Regions from separate parts of the Mus musculus genome. Here region 2 is linked to region 1. A link is a contact called in public promoter capture Hi-C data. All regions are on one chromosome and are shown on one strand. The core of a region is the stretch at or near the end of the contact, and the rest is flanking DNA. Distances in the headings are between cores, read along the strand shown. Region 1 holds the start of Hand1 (heart and neural crest derivatives expressed 1). Region 2 holds the start of Igtp (interferon gamma induced GTPase).

What was found. Promoter capture Hi-C pulls out the DNA fragments that hold promoters and counts their contacts.
Region 2: a contact with region 1 is called in a promoter capture Hi-C map of second pharyngeal arch cranial neural crest. The contact joins the promoter of Igtp here to the promoter of Hand1 in region 1. A contact is called at or near these places in 6 of 39 promoter capture datasets (cranial neural crest, embryonic stem cells, frontonasal cranial neural crest and 3 more) and 1 of 9 other capture datasets (embryonic stem cells).

What each region holds. Positions count from the first base shown.
Region 1 is chr11:57,830,832-57,833,455 of GRCm38.p6, reverse strand. It overlaps Hand1 (heart and neural crest derivatives expressed 1), which reads left to right and starts at 1,309. Exons shown (of 2, transcript NM_008213.2): 1 at 1,309-2,212. The coding sequence starts at 1,670. Gm32915 (a long non-coding RNA gene) reads right to left here and starts at 1,348. Exons shown (of 3, transcript XR_003949681.1): 1 at 1-1,348.
Region 2 is chr11:58,198,230-58,200,853 of GRCm38.p6, reverse strand. It overlaps Igtp (interferon gamma induced GTPase), which reads right to left and starts at 1,298. Exons shown (of 3, transcript NM_018738.4): 1 at 1,075-1,298.

The DNA.
Region 1 (2,624 bases), core at 60-2,559:
CTCCCACTGTCCCTGCCTGGTAATTGTCTTACACAAGCTGGGCCTCAGCGAGCAACTTTCGAGTGGCTGGATCAGAAGCGAATTAAAAAGAATTTGACATCATCTCATTTCCCCCCTTAACTGACATTTGATAGGCACAAGCCCACCTAGGGAAGGAGCGAGACCAGAAATGTTGGTGAGGATGGAGGGGGTCCTAGGGACAGGGACCTTAATGAAAAGATGAAGAAGACCCAGAGTTTCAAGCTTAAAAGCCTGGTCTCCCACGTTCTTATCAACTCTTGGAAAGCCATCTCTTTGTGGAATCCCACCTTGGAGAATCTAGGCTGATGGGGAGCAACACAAGGTTGCACAGATATTCCCTGCCTCAGCAGAGTGAGTGTGAAGCGCCTAGGCTGTTTCTCCGTGGATATCAGGGGTGGGGGTGGGCTGGTTTCTTCCAGTGTGAGCCTCAGTGGAAGTATCTTTATAGGATCAAAGATTTTCATGCAGGTGGCGAGCCAGATGGAGTGAGCAGCCCAGCAGTCGCCGGCTCCTTAGCCCTACGTGCGAATCTTCCGAAGACACCGGGGAGTCCTGCCACAGAGATGCCTTGGGGCCAAGGCGCCGCCAGGCTGCCTCGCCACCAGCTCAGCCTGCCGGCGTTTACACCGAACCAGGCGCCTGAGAGGCTAGAGGAGCAGAGATCAGCCACCGTCTCCACCCCCAACCCCCAAGCCCGGAACAAACTGGTCAGTGCCCAAGAGCTGGAAGCCCCGCTCCCTTTCCCTCCCACTTCCACCTCGGCCTCTGAAGGCTCTTCTGGAAGTCCGCAGCTGGGCGAGAACTGGATCTCAGGAGACCACCTTGTTGGGCAGCAGCTCCAGGTCCTGCCTGAAGCAGGGGACCTAAAGGTGGGGCTATAGGTGTTAGGGCCTAGCCTACTTCCCTGCTGGGCCCAATGGCCTTCAGGCTCCCACGATGAGCAGTTCGGGTTCAGGAATGCTGCATATCCTATTCTGAATTTCAGGCCTAAAAACAACAATTTGTTCTGGTCCTCAGTTTCCCTATCTGTGAAATCAAGTGTGTGTGTGTGTGTGTGTGTGTGTGTGTGTGTGTGTGTGTGTGTGTGTGTGTGTGTTGATGAGGCTCTGTCTGTTTTCAAGGGATAATTCTAGAATCCTTTCCTTGGATCCATGAAGAAAGGGTGGTAGGTTCAGTACAGGGAGTGAGCAGGCCTGGCCTCAAGTTCGTAGCCCCCGCCCTTCCAGGAGGGGAACTGGGAGAGGGGAGGGACATAGGCGGGGCGGGTTTTCAGTCCCTGTGGTCAGCTTAGAATTGTGTGGCGCTTGCTGAGCATAAAACTTGGGACCGCCACCCCCTTCCCTCCTCCTGCCATTGGCTCCGGCTAGAGGTTGACATCAAAGCCGAGGCCTTATATAAGCAGGATCCTGGTGGCAAGTCCGCAGAAGGGTTAAACCCGGTCTTTGGACGTCTGAACCCTTCTCCCTCGTTGCCTACAGAAACCTTCAAGAGGTCGGCAGGTCCTTCGTGTCATCTCCAGCCTTGCTCGCTCAGGACTCTCCAAACCCCAGCCAGTTCGCTGCCTCTGGAGCCCACGGTGACCCCCTTCTGTGGGGCGCATGGGGCGGTGCTAATTGGGCTGACAGCACAGGCCAGGAGCCTCTCCAACATGAACCTCGTGGGCAGCTACGCACATCATCACCATCATCACCACTCACACCCGCCGCACCCCATGCTCCACGAACCCTTCCTGTTTGGCCCGGCCTCGCGTTGCCACCAGGAGCGGCCTTACTTCCAGAGCTGGCTGCTGAGCCCGGCTGATGCTGCCCCAGATTTCCCTGCCGGCGGGCCACCACCTACCACCGCAGTAGCAGCGGCTGCCTATGGTCCCGATGCCAGGCCGAGTCAGAGCCCAGGTCGGCTGGAGGCTCTTGGAAGCCGCCTGCCCAAACGAAAAGGCTCAGGACCCAAGAAGGAGAGGAGACGCACAGAGAGCATTAACAGCGCGTTCGCGGAGCTGCGTGAGTGCATCCCCAATGTGCCCGCCGACACCAAGCTCTCCAAGATCAAGACTCTGCGCCTGGCTACCAGTTACATCGCCTACTTGATGGACGTGCTGGCCAAGGATGCACAAGCAGGTGACCCCGAGGCCTTCAAGGCTGAACTCAAAAAGACGGATGGTGGTCGCGAAAGCAAGCGGAAAAGGGAGTTGGTGAGTCCCGGGGCTTATAAGTTCCAGCTAAGGGTGCGGGCTGGGGTAAGTAAGAACAGGCCTGCAAACACTGAGCTGTGTTCTGGGTGGGACTCTGAAAGACTAGGGAGAGTTCTGAGGTCGACACAGTCTGCCATTGTGTGCACAGTCATTGCTGAGTGAACATAGAATTTTGCTTTTTAAAAGTGATCGTAGGGCCTTACAAGATGAATTGAAAACCTTGGGCTTCCAAGAAGGGGCTATATTCTATATTATAGTTTGTTTTAAATCTGAAGGTGTTTTGAGTCTTCCCTGGGCCCTTCTGGAAGCCAGGTTGAGAATGAAAGTAGGAAATGACTTAAATACTGCACTGACGTGTGATGTTCTCCCAAAACAGTTTTTAAAGCAACAAAACAAAACAAAAAACCCAAAC
Region 2 (2,624 bases), core at 49-2,548, 370 kb before region 1:
AGAAAAGAAAGGAAGAAAGGAGAGAAGAAAGACATCTTGAATTATACAAAGCAGTTCCTGGTCACGCTTCTGGTTGATCTAAAGCTGACTACAATTCTCCATAAAGATCCAGATCTCTCTAAATACTCTGGGGAAAGGGGGGGAAAGAGATGCCTCAATGAAGAAAGCACTGGCCTCACAAGCAGGAGTTTGAACCCCTGGCATCCACATAAAAGCCAGTTTCAATACTCATGCCTAAAATACCCTAGCTGGAGAGGTGGAGGTCCAGAGGAGGATCCCAGAGGGCTTGCTGGCCAGCCAGTCAGTCTAGCCAAGAGGTTCACTGAGAGATTCTATTTCAATAAAATGAAATAAATTGGAGAGTGACTGAGGAAGACACCCTAATGTCAGCCTCTGGATTATACACACATACACACTGGCAAGCAGACACTCGGGCCCACACACAAATGCAATAGTCTCACACACACCTGCACAAAAAAGGTCACATACACAGTGGAAGTGGCAGCCCATTGGTTGCCTATGTTACTATGTTCCGTCGGGTTGCATTTTGTTATACTCTCTTCCAAAAGATTAAATTAAATGCTGGCAGATGAAGAACCAGCGTCTCCAAGGCAGATAGATAATGCCCAACAGAGTTAGACAAAAAGTTTCCTTATGAACCCAGCCTTCCAAGCCAGAGTTCTAGCCCCTGCGTGTCGCACATGGAGAACAGATGCACATTACACAATTCCAGAATGTTCCAATATTACCTGTGGGCTGTTCTGATCCTGGACTCTGGCCCCTGAGGGGTCATCGAAGTAGTGGCCAAGAGAATTTGAGTAAAATCCCACCTGTTTTCTCTTAACTAGGCTCCCTCAGAAGACCCACAAACCCAGGGATACCCAGGTAAAAAAAGAAGCACACTGCTTCTCTCTGGTGAATTGGAAGGACTTGATTCAGCCAGACACCATGCACTCCGATCCTGAAGACAGTGCAGGAGGGTGCCTGCTGCACAGGGTGCCCCAGAGGAACACCTGACCCCAGACTCCCCTGCCCTGAGCAGGTTTATAGGCCAAGCAGGAGCCCCTCACCTACCTGCTCAGAAGCCTTACAAAGCTGCAATCCAGGCTCAGGACGGTCAGGAGAGAGAGAAGTGTGGTGGGGCAGGGTCCTGTGGGGAAGAGCGATTAGAAGAGGCAGGAGCAGCTGAAGGGCAGCCTGAGCTCCTAGGTTTCCTCTCAGACCCTGCTCTATCTATGTTGGCCCAGATGTAAGTCCCCAACTTCTAGGCGTGAGCCCTGCCTGCCTCCTCCCCAAGGGGCGGGGCCTGATGCCCGAACAGCTTTCAGTTTCAGTTCCTAGAAATGGCTAGTTTTCGGGAGTTAGCACTCAGAGGCCACGTTCTTCTTCAAAGAGAGGGGTAACTGGGCCAGATTCCAGGTATAGAGGTCAGAAGTCTGCCCGTGAAGCCTGCCATTCAGACTTCGGTCAGAGCTGCCTTGTCTGACCCTGCTACCTCCTTTCCGGAGCCCCTCTTAATGATGGCACCATGTTGAGACCCAGCGAACTTGGTCCTTGGAGAACTACTCGCCCTTCATTGCTGCTCCTTGGGGCTTCTGTCGCTTCTCATTGTCTACTCGCTCCTTCCCGCCCACTCAGCTCAGGGGCAGAAATTCCACCTACTCTGCCCTGTTCCAATTCTGTCGTCTCCCCAGGATCAAAGTATGCGGCAGAATATGCCACCTTTAAGTGGTCTCCTTCTGCCCACCGGTTTCTCTTGAGTTCAGGAAAAATATTTAAAACAAAGCAAAACAAAAACCAAAAAATAAAAATAAACACTCTCCCCCCCTCCCCCTCCCCCCTCCCCCTCCCCCCTCTCCCCCTCCCCCTCTCCTTTTTTTTTTGTGTACAGTGATGCCCTGGACCACTGAGTGCCCAGGTAGAGGGGAATGGGCTAGTTTCCCTGTGTAATTGCTTAGCAGGGTAAGTGGCTGATGGGAAGTGTGTGCTCATTTGCACAGTCCATGCCCCCAGGGCTCCCCCCACCCCAGGCCATTTACTGACCTGGTCTTTCATTTTCACTCACTGTCCCTAACATCCTGACTCCCTCCCTCCCCCATCCCTCCCTTCAATAGGTGTGCATGTGCATGAGCCTCGGAGGTCGGAGCAGAGAGTTGGAACCCGTGCAACCGGAGTTACAGGACATTTCTCTGTATAGCTCTGACTGTCTTGGAACTCACTCTGTAGACCAGGCTGGCCTTGAGCTCAGAAATTCGCCTGCCTCTGCCTCCCAAGTGCTGGGATTAAAGGCGTGGCCACCTCTCCCGGCCTGGGCATCAGATCTTAATACAGATGGTTGTGAGCCACCATGTGGTTGCTGGGATTTGAATTCAGGACCTTCGGAAGAGCAGTCAGTGCTTTTACCTGCTAAGTCATCTCATTTTTAAGTGTCTCTGCCACCTGTGACTTCTCTCGCTCAGAAAATGACAGCAGGCAGCACTCTGCAAGATGCCCTTGCACAGGAGTGTTCCTGATCGATGAACTTGGTCAATAGATGATTGACAGGCTGGGGAGATGAAGTCAGTAAGGTGCTTACAGTGCACACACAGGGACCTGAGTTCAATCCTCCAGATCCCATGTCAAAA